Regions from separate parts of the Mus musculus genome. Here regions 1, 3 and 4 are each linked to region 2. The links are chromatin contacts, called in public HiChIP or PLAC-seq maps. All regions are on one chromosome and are shown on one strand. The core of a region is the stretch at or near the end of the contact, and the rest is flanking DNA. Distances in the headings are between cores, read along the strand shown. Region 1 overlaps Il7 (interleukin 7). Region 2 has its middle 47 kb from the start of 1700010I02Rik. Region 3 holds the start of Zc2hc1a (zinc finger, C2HC-type containing 1A). Region 4 holds the start of Il7 (interleukin 7).

What was found. HiChIP or PLAC-seq counts read pairs in DNA pulled down with a chosen protein or histone mark.
Region 1: an H3K27ac HiChIP or PLAC-seq map of embryonic stem cells shows a contact between it and region 2, with 11 times the contacts expected there. The contact joins two enhancer-like sites. A contact is called at or near these places in 1 of 484 Hi-C or Micro-C datasets (embryonic stem cells), 9 of 115 datasets of contacts at active chromatin or transcription factors (all in embryonic stem cells) and 1 of 9 other capture datasets (embryonic stem cells).
Region 3: an H3K27ac HiChIP or PLAC-seq map of stem cell-derived epiblast-like cells shows a contact between it and region 2, with 13 times the contacts expected there. The contact joins the promoter of Zc2hc1a here to the enhancer-like site in region 2. A contact is called at or near these places in 3 of 39 promoter capture datasets (the 3T3-L1 cell line and liver), 1 of 484 Hi-C or Micro-C datasets (embryonic stem cells), 12 of 115 datasets of contacts at active chromatin or transcription factors (embryonic stem cells, epiblast stem cells, kidney and 2 more) and 1 of 9 other capture datasets (embryonic stem cells).
Region 4: an H3K27ac HiChIP or PLAC-seq map of embryonic stem cells shows a contact between it and region 2, with 8 times the contacts expected there. The contact joins the promoter of Il7 here to the enhancer-like site in region 2. A contact is called at or near these places in 6 of 39 promoter capture datasets (the 3T3-L1 cell line, hippocampal neurons, liver and 1 more), 13 of 115 datasets of contacts at active chromatin or transcription factors (bone marrow-derived dendritic cells, differentiating embryonic stem cells, embryonic stem cells and 4 more) and 1 of 9 other capture datasets (embryonic stem cells).

What each region holds. Positions count from the first base shown.
Region 1 is chr3:7,577,686-7,581,862 of GRCm38.p6, forward strand. The region is part of intron 2 of Il7 (interleukin 7); the gene reads right to left. Among named protein-coding and RNA genes, the nearest start is that of Gm16685, 33 kb to the right of the region's middle. Within about 2 kb of position 1,931, at least 11 of the 459 cell types and tissues checked have an H3K27ac peak or open chromatin away from gene starts, as enhancers often do. A contact at or near this core is called in embryonic stem cells, where this site is marked.
Region 2 is chr3:7,999,728-8,003,799 of GRCm38.p6, forward strand. No RefSeq gene overlaps it. Among named protein-coding and RNA genes, the nearest start is that of 1700010I02Rik, 47 kb to the left of the region's middle. Within about 2 kb of position 1,499, at least 12 of the 459 cell types and tissues checked have an H3K27ac peak or open chromatin away from gene starts, as enhancers often do. A contact at or near this core is called in embryonic stem cells, epiblast stem cells and stem cell-derived epiblast-like cells, where this site is marked.
Region 3 is chr3:7,501,119-7,505,722 of GRCm38.p6, forward strand. It overlaps Zc2hc1a (zinc finger, C2HC-type containing 1A), which reads left to right and starts at 2,308. Exons shown (of 9, transcript NM_173181.3): 1 at 2,308-2,409. The coding sequence starts at 2,394. It also overlaps the pseudogene Gm23592.
Region 4 is chr3:7,612,211-7,616,346 of GRCm38.p6, forward strand. Il7 (interleukin 7) reads right to left here and starts at 1,550. Exons shown (of 5, transcript NM_008371.5): 1 at 961-1,550. The coding sequence starts at 970. It overlaps Gm16685 (predicted gene, 16685), which reads left to right and starts at 495. Exons shown (of 3, transcript NR_168341.1): 1 at 495-599.

The sequences.
Region 1 (4,177 bases), core at 681-3,180, 420 kb before region 2:
TTGTGCATTGTTTATATTGTTTATATTGTTCATGCAAAGAGGAGAGGTTTCCTGACTTTAAAAGGTATGCATTTGCTGTTTTACCTGTAGGAAGTAGTGCCTGAATACATAATTGTTTAAAATTCAACACTTATTGATGACCGTTGTCAAAGATTTCTACAAAACCCTATATTGAAACTAACTTAAGAAAACAGCAACCTGGTTTTATGGTTTTATCTGGCATTTGGCAGATGTGTCCCTGCATCCTCTAAATATGATCATGTAATAGCATTGAGAAGTATTGGAAATTTGTCTGTACCAGTCACTGAAGGCATACTGGAATCATCACAGGAGCAAGACATATATTTTCTAAAGCTACCACCTTACAACTAAAAGTAATGAACAGTTATCTACTAAGTCATTTTTCTATCAAGTTTTATTTAATCCCCAGGATGACATCAAATTATACATACATTTTTTATTAAACCTACAAGTCTCATATGAAATATGTCACTGAATTAAATTCTTAGAGTGTTCTAACAAATTTCATAACAATATTTGAAAATTGATGTTGGTTAGGCTATTGCTGTGGTAAACTAATATGATTTCATATGCCTACAAAAGAGAGTGTTAAGCTTTTCTGCATGTTTGCCAAGTATTTGATGAAAACTTAATTTTCAGTATGATGATAGTGTCCCTTTGACATGAACATGTAAGATGTCACGGCTGCCTTCTGAAGCAAACCTATCAATAGCAGCCCAGAATATGAATTCATAACAGAAGAAAACAACTTCTTGATTTAACACATGTCAAAATAATAGATTCCTACAGGCATGTTGGTTCATGTAAACATATTTCCAGTTTATTATAAATATGGAAAACCCACAATATAAAAGTCCAAATCACTATGATCTATGATGTGAATTGCTCCTAGAAAAGGTCTCAATTTCATTAGGTTGCACCTTGCAGTTTGTTTGTTTGTTTGTTTTCTATTACATACTTAACTTTCTTGTGTTAATTGTTGATCTATTGCTGTGAAGAGACACCAGATCAAGGTAACTCTAAGAAATTATTTAACTGGGGGCTTGCTTACAGTTTTAGAGATATAGTCCATGATTATCATGGCAGGAAGCACTCAGGCATGGCAGTAGAATGTTAACTAAGATCCACAGACAAAGGCAGAGACTGGGCCTAGAATGGGCTTTTGAACTCTTAAGTTTCCCTCAGTGACACATCTCTGCAACAAAGCCACACCTAATCCTTCCCAAACAATTTTATCAGCTTGGAACTAAACATTAAAATACATGAGACCATGGGGCCATTCTCATTCAAACTACTACATTCAGCTCCCTGGCCCCCATAGGCTTCTAGTCATATCAGAATGTAAAATGCATCAGCCAACTTCAAAAGTCTCCATAGTCTTTTATTTTCAAGACAGCTTACAATACCAAAGTCCTGAGTGTCCTTGAGACTTAAGCCTATTTCTTAATTGTAAAACCCCATAAAAACAAAAAGCAAAATGCTGACCACATACTTCCAACATACAGTGGTACAGAATATACATTACCATTTCAAAGGGGAGGAGCAGGAACTTATTAATGAAGCACTGGACCAAAGCAAGGCTGAAATCCAGTAGGACAAACTCCTAATGTCAAAGGGCTGAGTAGATAGCTCTTCATATCTCCCACACTTCCCAGATTTGCTGATAGAAACACACTTAACAATCTTGGGCTGGTTCCACATCCTGCCTGGAGCTTCTCTCCTTGGCAGATACAACATACTGTGACTTTTCCAGCACTGGTAGATCTCCATCACAATCCATCCTTTACATTCACAGCTTTACACAATGGCTTTCCTGGACTTTCCTGCAAAGACCTACTGCCATGAACCTTTACTTTAGTAATAGCTTTCCTAAACCGTGGAACATTCCACAATACCTTTCCTGTGTCCCACTTAATTCTAAAGCCAAAGCTACATAGCTGAAGCTGCCAACTTCTCCTGCCTGCTGGAGCTGGAACCTGTCCCCTCCTTGAATTACATTTGCATAAGCTTTCCATTGTTGTTTAGGACAAAGAAAACTTTCAGGTCTTTGTTTTCCTTGGTCACAGGATTAGGTTATTGGGGTCTTGCCCAGAGGTTTCTACTCCCTTTTTTCTATCCAGCATCAGGCCTTTAAGCTTCTTCCATGAATAAGCTCCAGTACCAAATGTCTTGCTTCTCTTTTTCTCCCCAAACTTTACATTTTGAATTTCTCTTTGTCTTGTTTGTTTCTCTTCACTGTAGATGTGCATAAGAATGAATAAAATCACTACTTGGCACAATTAATATTAGGCTGTCTTGAAGTCTCCTCTGCCAATGATATTAGTAGAAAATTCCATTTTACCACAGGTGGATTTGTTGGCAGAAAGTAGCCACATTCTCTGCCAAAGTATAGGGAGAGTGCACTCTAATCCAGTTGATACTCTTCTTTTCACCAGTGCCTATGTAGTCCAAATTGTCCTCAGCACTATTTTTCATGCTTTTATGACCTAGGCCCATTATGCCCCACTTATTATTTAACCAACTTTTCTTGTCCAAAGTTCCAAGGTCTTCCAAACAACTGTATCAGTTATACCTCTATACCTTCATCACTTTTTAAGTGTATTTATCCTCTAATTTTTTGCTTTATGTGTGTTTTCTACAAAATCTTACATATGCTTACTTATCAAGGCACTAATGACAAGTTTATATTTCAGTCTTTATTTTTCCCTGAAAATGCAAAGACCTCACAATTTTTCCATATTTTCTTCTCTGATATTAATCTAGGCTCATTTTCTGTTAGTTTCTTAGGGAGAATAAGAAAAAATGTTAGCATTTTTGACTGGTTTTATAGGTAAAATCTATTTAGTACATGCATGTAGAAGAGTACAGGTGTGTGCTTACACTAGCACATGTGTGGAAAATAGAGGACACCATTTGAGAGTTTTCTTCTGTCTCCTTGTGAGACCCAGGGACTGAATTTGTGTCTGCAGGCCTCCACATAAGTACCTCTACCCAGTAAGCCTTCTCTTTGGGCCTAATCATTCTTTTTCCAATTTTTCTACTTTACTTATGCTTTGTTCATTTATTATTAATTTATTCACATTTGTTGGAATCAACAAATAGTACTTCTGACTTTATAAATGAATGCTAAAGTTGATTAGATATTGTTCAGATATTACTTAGCAATGCCTCCACTTTATGGGAGAATGAATCCACTTCTCATGACTGCTCTAGGCAATTACTAGAAACGTGTTGGTTCAAAAAAGAAAGAGAGAGAGAGGGAGAGAGAGAGAGACAGAGAGAGAGAGAGAGGGGGAGGGAGGGAGGGAGGGAAGGAGGGAGGGAAGGAAGGAAGGAAGGAAGGAAGAAAGAAAGAAAGAAAGAAAGAAAGAAAGAAAGAAAGAAAGAAAGAAAGAAAGAAAGAAAGAAAGAAAAGCAATGTATCTTGTCACATACCTAGAGAGGAGAAATTTAAACTCAGCATTGAGTGACAGTGCACAGGGAGCATCCGTAATCTGGCTTTTCTCTCTACTCCTGGCTGCCAACATTCTTAGTGTTCCTGGCTTGTGGCCATACCACCATATTCCATCACTGTGTGTGTCTCCAGTCTCTCAGGTTTCTATCTTAAAAGGCCATTTGCAGTAACAGAGCTCATCTGGCTTTCCAGTATAATTTCCCCATGTCAAATCGTTGATTTAATCATATTTTCAAAGATTCTGTTACTATAACTTTCTGAGATGAGAATTTGACATGTTTGGGTGACATAATCTAACATTATAGAGAAGTATGTTGTGCTTTCATAAACATTGGATTTCACCTAAAGATTGACTCTTTAGTTGTGGACATGAACAGATTAGACCAGAGCATACTTCACTCTTGCGACTGGCCTCTTGTGATTTATCTGCACAGGGCCAAGCACCAGCAAGCAACTGGTTCCTTATCTGTCACTGCATCATAAATTACAGTAATGGCAGCACAAATAATAATAAAAAAAACTTATCCTTTGTTATTTCTAAAGATTAGAGTTTAGAAGAGGCTGCTCGATCCACATATGCCATCAAACACCATTAAGATGTTAGTCCTGTCTATAGTCACCAGGTTTTGACTTGAGGATTTATTCTCAAGATAACTCATTAGTTTAGTTATTATAGATCCTCTCAGAGTTTTACCACCAGAA
Region 2 (4,072 bases), core at 249-2,748:
TCTGTTAGCCTCTGTCAGAACTCTTCTGAATCCAAATCTCTCCTGAGTCCCAATGGTCAGAGCACTCTCTCTAGGCAAGCTCTTGTCTTGCAGGGCAGGTGTCCAGAAGTCTGGAGCTCTTCTCTACCTCCTGAGTCCTGGGGTCAGAGCCCTCCCTGTAGGCTGACTCTCCTATGGCAAGGAAGGTGCCCAAGTGTCTGGGTCTCAGCTCCACCTTCTAGCTGAGGATGAAAGGTTGAAGGGGCCCTGTCCAAGAAGCTCTGTCGCTTCTGTCACCTATGTGCTCTCCAGTGATCATGAGGTCTTGGGTGTTCTAGGGGTTCTGCAGTATGGACAGTTCTCTGGGGCCCTCGATGCCCTTGGCCGTGTTCACACAGAAGATGGCAGGGCTGGCCCCTACCAGAATGCATACCAGCCTCTTGGTGGGGTTCCTTTTTCCCTGTTCCTGCTTGCATAAGATCCTCCGTGATGCTTTGGAGCTGATGTTCCTCTCACCTGTGATTCCCAAGGTGATCCTGAGGTCCTGAGGCATGGAGAGTCCTCTGGGGTTCTTGGCAGACTCTGCCAGGTTCAGGCAGAAGATGGCCTTAAATTATTGTATGTATTTACATTCCAAATGTTGCTCCCCTTCCAGGTTCCCCCTCCCTGAGTTCTTCACCCCATCTAACCTCCTCTTAATTTCTTTGAGGGTGCTCTCCCCCACACCCACTGACCTCCACCTCACCCCCTTAAGCATTCCCCTTCCCTGGGGCATCAAGTCTCTACAGGATTGGGCAGATCCTCTTTTTAGAGATAGTGCATCATCTGAAGTCCTAAACAACTTAAGCTTATATTAAAACTCTGATGATCTAGTCTTCATTGCCACAGACCCTTTTGATCCCTGTCTGTGTAGAATTGGTCTCTGGTTGCAGGTGGACAAGGAGTTGGCAAATGAATGACAGACTGAATCACTTGAGAGATTGTGTAGAATCTGAATGTATTGTCACAAAATGAACACCAGTCTTATATAATACAGAAAACAAAGTGGTAGGATGTCACAGCAGACAAAGTACATTGAAGTTACCTGACACAAAACAAAGGAATGACTTCAAAAGGACTTACAGGAACCAGGTAATATTTACAGTAAAGATAAAACAGCCCTGCGTAGGGTAAGGATTTCACACCCTAGTCACAAATTGTGCTACTCCTTTGAGCCTTGTGAAAGCTAGCACCAGGGGGTTCTGCTCTAGCAGACCTTCTCATGGATAATGCAATAACACAACCCCCCTGTTTCCTAGGCCTTGATAGATTCTTGTATGAGTGTAACTTGGCTGTTATTTCAAGTATCTGTGGAGAATCTCCATTTGTCGGAGGAATTCACCAACTTACTTCTAATATGCAATATAGTCTGCTATACCTGGCTGTAGTGAAGGTTCCTGTCTCAGTAGGATTCCCTAACTCTTATGTGGTAAACCCGCCTATTAGCTAGGCCATTGTGTATTCCCTTGTTTGGGTAAGACTGGTGACTGTCCTGAGTAATCACTCTGCAGACTAACCTTGAGCTATTCTAGTTCCGTTCTTTGTAATGCCTAATTAGTTTCACCATCTCTACTAGAAGTAAATTTGAATATTACTGAATAGGCAACATTCTTACTGAATTCCTACTGAATTACAAGTTTGTCAGCTTCAAGGATTTTCTAGGATGTTGGAACACTGGCGAAGGCTTAGCTTTGTCAGTATTCAATCTTTAAGGCCCTTATAATAAAATAATACTAAAAGAGAACACGTGAATCCATACACCAGACTAACATGGGGATAGAGTATGAGTATATCGGTTATGAGAATGCCTGGTTCTAGGAGATTGGGTTTCCTTGACACTCCTTGCTTCGTGAGTGCTTCCAAGCCTCTCGGCCTACCAAGCAGACTTCACTGGAGTGTGCATAGCACTTCATCCCATGAGAGGCCCTAGAAGGAATAAATATTACCTGAGTATGCAGCAAATGTAGGGTCATAGATAGTTCGCAAGTTTTATAGAAATAACAGAGACTACTGACTTTCTGGACTGTACTCAATATTATCTCTATTAACATTGGAGCATCCGTCTTCAGCTTTCTTGCTCAGATATCTGACAGACTATTGCTGAAGCTGGGATTCTGAAGGACTTGCTTATCCTGACTATGAAGAGCTTCGCACTCAACTCCCCTGTGTCCTCTTGTCTTTTCTAAACAGATTTGTCTGTAGTTAAAGCATGGGCATTTTCTTTGCCAAGTGGCTAACTTGGTACAACTGAAGCAACTCCATATTGAGGTAACTGATGCTCATCATCGTCTTTGAAGTGGAATAGGGTACTATCAGGAGCACATCTACACATAGTCAGAATCTTCTGATAATAAAATAAATGTAAATGCCATATTCTTTGGATCTTTTAGGTTCTTGACGTCTAACTATTTGTCCATAGGATATTTGAGTAGCCAAACATTGTTTATTCTTAGATGTTTACTATCTGAAATATGTGAAAACATTTTATTGTAATGAACAACTCTAGTACCTAATATGACCATGAGTTTGACCAACTACTAACATGCATTTCTTAACCATTCCTTTTAGTTCATAACTTTCATTTTTATCATCTCTAGTACTTTGTAATAGCAGTTTTTTAAAGGATGAGAACTTTATGATGCATTTTAAAGAATTCTATAGGCATAATATGCCAAATGTTAAAACATAAATATGTTATGTATATCAAAATTAATATTAAATTTGTATCAATATACAATAACTCATACCAATGTATCAAAATAACCTCTTTGTATCAATATACAAAATTCTATACCCATGTAACAAAATAGAACCTCAATTTTGCATTAAAATATAAAGATATAAAGGTCTTTATCAATGTAAGATTATGACTATGATATATTATTTAGTTTAAGAGTAGATTCAATAATTGGCCCGTATTTTTTTCATCTCTTGTAATATTTCTATATTCCCCCTTTTCCTTCTCGACCCCCTTTCCTTTACCTAAGGAAGAAAGAAAGATAGGGAAAAGAAAAGGAAACTTAGAAATTCCTGGATCTAACCTCTCAAATTATTTTCTTCCCTACTTAAGACCACAATTATTTGTAATAATCCTTTAAAATCACAACAGATCTATAATTTATAAAACAATACAATTTATAAATTTATAAAATCTACAATTTATAAAGCCAAAACCATACATCCCAACTTAAGGGACTGGTTGACAGACTTTTTATACTAGCTTCATTCTGAATTTAGCAAAGAATTCATTTTTGGGTACCCAAGAATGTTAGAAAAAAATGGTTATTCTTAAGAAAGCTAGGTGTAGCATTTTTTCTCCAATCTCTGTATGCTGAGAAAGTAGGGCCTTAAACAAAATCCTGACTGGAACAATCTGAGAGACTGGACCAAGGGAGCTAGCTGTTCCGAAGCTATCCTGTAAGACGTCTTTAGAGGAAACAGCTTTGATGCAATTGAGGTAGGATCAGTCAGGGTTAGTTTTATTGAGACAGGGTTTCTCTGTGCAGCCTGGGCTGATTTGGATTTGATCTGCAGATTAGTCTGGCCTCAAACTCACAAGGAACCTATCTGTCTCTGTCTGTGTCTCCCAACTATTGAGATCAAAGGCCTGGGTTTATTTATTTATTATCCATGCACCCTTGAAAACACTTTTATCAATTCTCATTTCTTTCTTCCTTCTTTGGAGATTATTATCTATGAGGACAAATACAACTATAGTCCCCTTTCTTGTTATATAAATTGACTTAATGTTCTTCACTATATTGAAGTTTATTTAAATTTCCTTTTATTTACTGTATAAGTAATCACGTATCTGTTCAGTTTTTGTCCTAGGTGTGAGCTATATGCTAGAGTAAGCCATAATCAGTTCTCTGGTGGACACCTACACTTAAAGACACTAGTGGCTCAGAATAATGTTGACACCCTTACTTCACTGGGGTAGTAAGTCCTCAATCTATGCCATTTTAAATTGGTTCACTGTCAGTGTATCCCATTGGACATTAAGATGACACATCACATTTAGACCTCAATTGGCATTAGTACCCTATTTTTTTAA
Region 3 (4,604 bases), core at 1,058-3,557, 500 kb before region 2:
CAGACAAGAGGCAGTGCCAGCTCTCCTACACTTGTGCCCTTAGGGCTAGCTCACTCACAACCCCCACAACCCCCAGCTATACTGTGCTGCTCAGGTGAGGTATAGGGACTGCTCTTTTGAGTGCTGCAGCAGATAAGGAGCAAGGCCAGTTTTCCTGCTTTCATGATCCCAGGACCCACTATCACAGGATGCTTTGGTGAAGGATTGGGCCAGTTCTGTACAGCCTTCAAACATCAACCTTTCTCTGGGCAGCAGCCCAGAACAGGGGCATCCTTCACTTTGCCTTTGGAGGTAACAGAGTTCTGTTACTGTATGGCTATGGACCCAGACATGGCCTTCTGTAACAATGCGGGACTACATCACCATGGTCCCAGATGACATCACAGGCTACTCACATCAGGATGTTCCTCACTCCAGTTCTGCCTCTCCTCGTGTGCCCATACCCTTCTGTTTCTCTTTGTCTTCCAATTCTCTACCGCTTACTTGCTCCTCTTACTAGCACCTAGGGTCTCTGAATGTCTGGGGTTGTCTCAGGAGTACAATGCCCTGTTCATGCGTTATGGTGCTAGTCAGGGGTCCTGTCAGGCATGGCCTATCCCCTTAGGCCTGCATAGCCCTCCACTGGCAATCATCTCAGGATACCTCTCTGCCCAGACCCCATGGCACCATTCTGATGGTCATCTCAGCCCTGGACACTGTATGCTTCCCCATCCCCCCACCCCTGCCCCCGACAGGCCCCTCATGCCAGACTGGTAGCTTTTCTGACAGGCCTTTTTCCAGAAATGTGAGGTAAATTATTCATGGGTCAGAACACTGAACTAGACATAGCTTCTCTCCTCTCTGCCATCTACTGGCAGACATGTGATATAGCAGCCACACCTGTAAGGCTTCTAGATGGCAGGGCCTCTTAAGGTACTTTTGTTATTGTTGCTATTTTTATTATTGTTATTGATGTTACTGTAGATTTTATGGCTAATAAGGCTTGTGTCCATCATCCTAATATTTGTCTAAACTTGCAATATGCAAAGTAAATGTCTTCTTTATTTTGATAATTCTTTTTGTGTTCTTTTTATTTTTTTGGGCATTCTTATGAAAGCTGTCCTCAACCTCATCTGATTTTGTCTTAGAAGCATGGCCAGGGGACTGGTGGTGGCGGGGCTCTCTACACCAATATAGGGTAACTAGGTTGGTTGCCTGCATGGAGGTCCCAGAAACTCAGAAGTCAGGGAAGCCCAGAGCAGAACAAGGAAAGGACTCATGAGATAATTGCAGAATGGAAGTTTCTTATACTATTCTGTACCAGACTCGGACTCTACGGTCTTCACACCCACTGTGAGCGTCTTCTCACAGATAAGACCTCTTGGCGTTTGCTTGTTTAAACAAAATCAGAGAGTTACTGACATATTTAAGTGTATACAGAATTAAGACAACTTTTGAATTAAACTGCTCAACAAGAAAACAGTGTAAGACTTGTTACGAACAAAATATATTGATAACTTAGTAATGGACACCCCAGAATCAGTAAACAATATGATTGGTTTATTCTTGCTAAGTAAAATTTTCGAAGAGTTTTAGTAAGGGTAAAATGTGTTAGACTGTGAAGCAAAACCGTTTGAGTGGTTGGATTCCATTTTGACTCTGACAGAAAGACACCTTTGTGCCTTGATAGGTTAGCTTCCCAGTTTAAAGCGCTCAGTACAGTACAGCCTTGATGAGATGCAGAACTGCAGTTGAGGGCAAGCATAGTGCTGGCCAGGGAAAGATTGTGCAACGGGGAAGTTTCATTTCTAATTTCGGGCCTAACTTTTTATAGTTAGAAAACTGTTTCAGAAGTTTGGCGCAATCTCAGTTCCACAGTCCCATACAGAAAATATGACTTACCTAGGAAACAATGTCTTAGCCCATAGAGCTGTGTCTGAAGAACAAGGCTAGAGGATGTTGCTTGATTTAAAAGGGCAGTGAACACGGGATGGTGCTGGACCAAGGCCCCCTTATCTTGTTACAAGAGCTCAGAGGGACCTGTTAAAAAGACATTCTCTTACTGACTGGAGATGAGGAGCTCCGAGATGCGGAGGCATTCTAAGCTGGAAAACAAGGTGTGAGCCTAAATGTGGCTGAAGTGGAACAAAGGCGTGTAAGGATCTCGGATTGCCAACAAAAGTAGCTGCGGTTTCCAGGGAGGGTGGTTGGAAAAACCTTGGTGGAAGGAGAGTCCCTCGGGAGGTGGCAGAAGGCGCAGCCCCGCCCTTAGTAGCTCCGCCCCTGTCACCCCGCCCCCACCCGCGCGGACCAATAGGAGGCCGGGATGTTAGAGTGTGGGAGGTGCGGCCGTGTTGCTACAGCAGGAACTGGGCGGCGGCGGGTGCTGCCTGCGGAGCCTGAGGCGGCGCGTCATGGACGGACTGGAAGGTGAGACGCGAGGGGGATGCGACCGCGGGGCTCCAGCGGGCCCGAGCGACCGGGGCCTGGAGTCTGGGGGCAAGTGCGGCCGGCCGGCCGGCTCTGCAGCGAGGTCCCCGCGCTCGCCGACACCCGGGGCGGAGCTGGCGGCCCCTTACGGGAGCGGTGGCCGCGGGCTGCCCGCCGGGCACGGTGCTCGACTTCACCGCGGGGTTGGAGCCCCCGCGTCCTCACTTCTGCAAGGCCTAACTACCATGTCGGGTCCTTTCTGGACCCCTGAGTTTCCTGTGGGCACTAGGTGTCTCTGGTCGAGTCTTATCTTTGCAAAGTGTATTCTTGGTTAAGGTTCGCGACGCCCGGGTCGCCAGCTCTTGCTGACCCCTCAGGACCTGCCCTGCCTCCAGCGAGCTCTGGACACACACCTTGGACAGTCGTAGGTCCATTCCTTCCATTTCTACCGCACCTTGCTCGGAGAGATGCCGGAGCATCTCCCAAGGAAGTGTCCCTGGCGAGCTCTACAGCAGGGACAATAGCTTCAACATTAATGGTTTATTCACGAGGACGGTCTAGGGAAAAGCCAGCTTTGCTTCCTTATCTTCACTTTATCCTGGTGCCTTAGCCATGGCTTCAGATTTTGTTTTGTTCCCAGTTCTTTCCCTTTCTTCATCCATTTTAATCCCGCGCTAGGACAACATTTCACTTAAAAAACAAAGGAAGGAAGAAAAAAAAAATCTTAACAGTGGTGACAACAGTTTCAGGATTTAAAAAGACTAGGGATCTTTCTGATATACAAGCTTTCAGAAAATTTGGATCCTGCTGCCTTAAAATAGTTTTTTTTTCTCTCTTAAAATTGTTTCACCACTTACTGTACTTGGAATGAATAGGGGACTTGATCCCTTCATTTTCTTGTATTATAGATAGTCAAATATTTCAGGACATGTTACGAAGTTAACAGTGGTAACTGATAACTCTTCCCCAGTGATTTAAGTGTACCAGAAAGAAAATATAATAATATGATTATGAATTTTATTTCACAATGATATTTTGCAGTTAAGCTTTCTCCAAACATCTTGAAGGTGATAAAGAATTCTAATAGATCATTTATGCTGCAGATTAGCTGTGAAGGTCTTGCTTGGTGTACCACTCAAATTAACATGAAATGAGAAATTGTAATGACAGCATACCTTTCAAAAATCTCCTATTTTTGGATACCCCTACAGGCAACTCATTTTAGTGATTTACAACTATACTAGTATAGGGACTGTATAGAGAATAGAGTTGAAACATAGGTGTGAAGACTTTACAACGCTATCATACTGCATGAAGAGTGTTTAAGAATACTTCCCAGATTTTTACTGATCAATATTTACAGTGAAAGAAATATTCATCCAATGTTTCACTTATTTATCTATGCATGCAAAGAATAAAAAATTGTCAAAGTTCTTGCTATCTAAATCAGAAATTTAGGAGAAATAATCGAATACTAGTATAATATACACTCTGTGTGTGTGTGTATGTATGTATGTATGTATGTATGTGTGTAGAACATAAGGATCCTCATGTAGTATGCAATGAGCATGATTCATGAGTCAGGTTTATGTTAAGCAGTACTGGCCCTTAAACTCTTTGATTTTTCTTTTCCTGAACAAACTAAGATGCCATCATTTCATGCATTCAATTATAATAAATTAGGTTGAAATATAAGGAAATCATTGTTTCTGTCTGGCAGAACAGGTAAATATTGGCAACTAAAAGTGATCCAGCATAGTTAGAGCTCAAAGTGTTCTGTTGAGTGGAAGAGCAGTGCTCGCTCTCTTGTGGTTTTGTCCTGGCTTCAGCCCCACTCCACTTCCATCATTCTTTCAAAAAGTGAGTTCATACAATGTCACATTTTTCAGAGTTCAAAACTTTGAGTCTTAAGGATACCATTTGTTAATTTTTTACCCAGGCTTTCACTTAATAAGCAAGAAGTTGTTTGCTATTTTTTCTCTATAGTAAAAGTTATAGGACAGCATGTAGCATACAATCTTCAAGTTTGTTTGCTTTATCTTTGTCATTGAGCAAAAGTCTTTGACATCTATCTGACTTACATTTCTAGTTGAAAGTAGTTACTGGCCGCCTATTCTTACCCTTTAAAAGGAAATTTTAGTTGCTTACATATAATGTTTACATTACTGAGGGTCTGGGAATTTTATGTCTGGAAT
Region 4 (4,136 bases), core at 300-2,799, 390 kb before region 2:
AACCAATACAATGGTTTGCAATGGGGTTGCAAAAGGAAAGAGCCTTAGGCTAGATCCTGCACCTCCATAGGTTCTCTTGCTTGAGGAAGTATTTAAAACACCTGCATTCCCTTAGGTAGACCTCCTCACACTCCATTCTGTTCTCATCTCTATTAGTTCTAGCTACAAATGGATTCCAGCCTCTGTCAATTCTGTTCTTGTCCACTTTAAATCCTTACTTATTTAAAACTAATGCAAGCCTATTAGATTTGATCAGGGAGCTAAGAATTTGTACTCATGGGTACTTAAAGTTCTGCCTCCCTTAAGTAGCAAATATATAGAAGGAAAATAAAATCTGGCCTTTTGCAATCTCAGCCGCAGGACTTGGGTTCCCAGCAAACAAGTCAACTTACAGCCTGGATCGGAAACTCCCAGACTTACTGCGGGGAGAAGAGGGGGTTTTCCAATGATCTGTCCTTTAGGGTTTAAAAGCGCATCCTGGGAGCGACTCTTTCATTCTCCATGAAGTTCTGAGCTGCGAGAGCCCAGCAACGCCCTGAACCCAGGCAGCCTGTGAGTAACTGCACAGCCAGGAAGCCAGGAAGGGCTGCATTGAAGAGGTACTGGCTAGGGACAAAGTGGCTGAAAACCACTGACTACTGAGTCTTGACTGCAGGGGGCCACCGCGTCGCGGCTCCCGCACTGAAGCTCTGGGTCTGGGGATCTGAAAACCGCCTCGGGAACTGTTCCTCCCCGCCCGCCAGGGTTGTACGCCCAGGTGCCAATGGTTCTGGGCAACCGAGCTCAGCGCGGGTAGTGGCTGACCATGGGAGAGGCCAAGCTCTCAGCCTGTCCAAAGTGCAAGGCCGGGCTATTCCCGGACGTGCGGAGGCGCGGGGGCGGGTGGCACCTCCCGGACTGTCCCAGAGTCCCCGGCGCGCTAGGCGCACCTACTTGTGCGCACCAGAGAGCAGCGCTTACCATGGAACATGGTCTGCGGGAGGTGGGTGTAGTCATGATGACTGGGACTGCAGCAGGAGCCGGCTCTCACCACCCATAATCACTCCCAGGACCCCGGTCATCCACCGGGTGGCCGCAAACCGGTGCTGGGCAGGGCAGTTCAGGCAGCTGACTCCTCTCACCCACGCCACGCCTGGTCCATCCATCCCAAGAGGGGCCGCATGCATCACCGGCCACCCAGGCGCTCTGGCTTTGCCATAACTTCCGTAGGATCTGCCGGCAGACTAAGCAGGGTACTTTCAGTTTCTACTTTGCGCTGGGTCTTCAGGTTCAATGTTTGGGTTTATACCCTCAGCGTCTTCCCCAGTCACCTGGACCAGGATCAGTGGTTGCTGCGAATTGAAAGTAGCTCAGGAGAAGCCAGCTGGCCTTCTGGATCAGAAAGATTCGGCTAATAGGCTTTTCAAATGACTTCTAACCTCTCTGGCAACTCTGTGAGACTGGGAGCTAAAACCGCTGGTTACTAATATGTCCACAGAAGCCACAAATGTGCAGCAGAGAAAGCTCGCTATTGCAAGTCAGTTCCACTGAGGAGGCGTCGCTGCTTCTGCTGCCGCCGATGTAAGTCATCTTAAAAAAAAAAAAAAAAAAAAGGAAGTGAAGGATGATTAAGAGGGTCACGCCCTCTGCCCCTCTAGGTTCTCTAGTTTGTTTTTTTTTTTTTTTTCCTCCCTGTCATCTGTGCAATGCACCTGCTCAGGTAGGACTTTAAGAACAAATAATTCTTGTGAGTCCATCCAGTCTAGTATGTAAGTGGTAGCTTCAGAAAACCAAAACTCGTATTAGTTGGGGGCACATAGAAGTTCTGCATAGTAACTATCTCCCACAGTTATCTCCTGACATAGCTAATCACCATTGTGATTGTTTCATTAAAGTGTTTTGTTTTGTTTTAATAATAGGCCTGAATTACCGAGGGGATTCCTGATTTAGTGTTGTTTCTTATAATCAGGAGAAACACTGCTTAGGTGAAGGCAGGTTGTGCAAACCAGTAACAAGAGAGATCTGAGATCAGGACCATATCTCTCATATATCTAGTATTTGCTCTATGCCAGGACTCTTGGTCAGGAATTTACATGTATTTTGGCATCTGGAGTTTTCTGCCGAGGCAATCTGTTTTCTTATCTGCAGTTGAAAGATACACATGGGAACAGAGGCTTCCTTAAGTAACAGAGCTAAGTTCACGTGGCTGAATTTGGATAAAAAACACCTGCAGGCTGGCTTCAAAGAGTCTGCTTGGAATCTCTTGTGGAAGAGAACCTTGTAAATAATGGAGGATACAGTAGACTAAGAAGACGCCCTAGGGTGGTGGGTGTGCTCTTAACGCTCTGGGGAACCTCAGAAAGGGGTCTGGAGCTGGCGGTTCCTAATCGGACATCAGGACACGAGCTTCAGATTCTGTCTGTTAACAGTGAAAAGAGGCAGAGAGGTACTGTTTGTGCATTTAGAGTGTGGACCATAGGAGTTCTAACTGGGCACTGGCCTGTGGACTCTGCAGGGACTCTCACTTTCCACATTCAATGTAAAACCTGTTGTCTTAGTGCACTTCCAAAATAAATCCTACCCGGTGCCTGCAGGGCTGTTTAAACACCTCTCTGTTGTCTCTCTTGTTGTCATCCTGCTCAAAGCATCAGGAGATTTGACAGTACTTGTTATCTTCACTGCAGCCCTGGTCTCCAGACAGCTCCCATCCACAGAGAAGGGCTATCTAGAATAGGATTAGGCTCCAGCGTTGCAGTATGACAGGATGGAAGAGAGCTACTGTGGTGAGAAAGCATTTCAACGATGGAACATGGAAAAATGTCCACCAAAAAAAAAAAAAAAAAAAAAAAAAAAAGGAAAGAGAGGAAAGAGAAAGAAAACAGGGAATTGCTGGCAAATGAAATCAGGAAACTGAGCCTCTCAGGCACACATTTCCAAAAATGTCATTGGAACTCAGATGTGGAGAAAAGCAGTAGACAGAGATGAGGCTGCAGGGGTGGTTAAAGACTAACTCTATAAACATGTCTAGGTTTGTGGCGGCTGTATTAAACTCCCTGACCATAGGGTACACGTAGGTGTACAACTGCTCACATTCTATGCTTTTTTCCCCCCACCTGTTGTTGGGCTTTTCAGAGGAGAGTCAAAGAACATCCATCAAAAGAGTGCGAGAGGGGAAGTCTGTCTTCCTTCCTAGTACAATCACCAGAAAGGCTTGTGCATAGGCAACATTGGAGTAAAATGAGGCGAAAGTATCTAAAGTTCCAGGAAAGGAGAAGTAAATGTATTTTACAGGACTCTGACCCTCAGTGTTAAGAATGTCTTCTGAAAAGAATATTTAGAAAGCATTTGGAATTTCAAAGGTTAGATAAAAATGGACACCTTTGAACTACATTGTATTATGAGAGAATTCTAAGAAAATTAGTGTCCTTTTGAAAAAAACAGCCCAGCTCTTTAAATCAGCTATTGCTTTTTAAATACAAATTGAACATACAGATTGACAGGGGTGGATATTTCATGAATTTTTAGAATGTTGATAATTAAATAAATGAAATAATATGTGAGGCCTGGTACCTGTAACCCTAGCTGCTCAACCAGAGGCAGGGAGAATTAAAAGTTCAGTTCCTGATTTGTTTAATGAGTGAAACCATGTCTTTAAAAGTAACAAAATAAAACAGGACTGGTGACATAGCTCAAAGGCTGGGAGCTTGCTTAATTTTCATGAACCCCCTAGATTCCATCTCCAGTATCATAAAAAAGAAGCCAGAAGTGGAGGAGGAGGAGGAGGAGGAGGAAGAGGAGGAGGAGGAGGAGGAGCAATAGTGGTAGTGGTACTGGTAGTAGTGGTAGCAGTAATAGTAGGAAGAGGGGAGGGAGGTGAGGGAGGAAGAGGAGGAGAGGAAGGGGTAGGGGATGAGGAAGAAGAGAAGGGGAGGGGTGATAGAGGAAGAGGAGAAAGGGGGAGGAGGACGAAAAAGTGAAGAAATAATTACAAAATTATTAACACTGTATAACAAGAAATACTGAAATACATTATAGGATGCTGACTTAGGGCAGAAAAATTTTTAATAATAAGCAATGTTTCTTAAGTTTCCACACTTTACAACTATTAGTCAATATAGTTAATTATTTCTCTCTCTGTTGTGCAGGCCTGCTTTGAA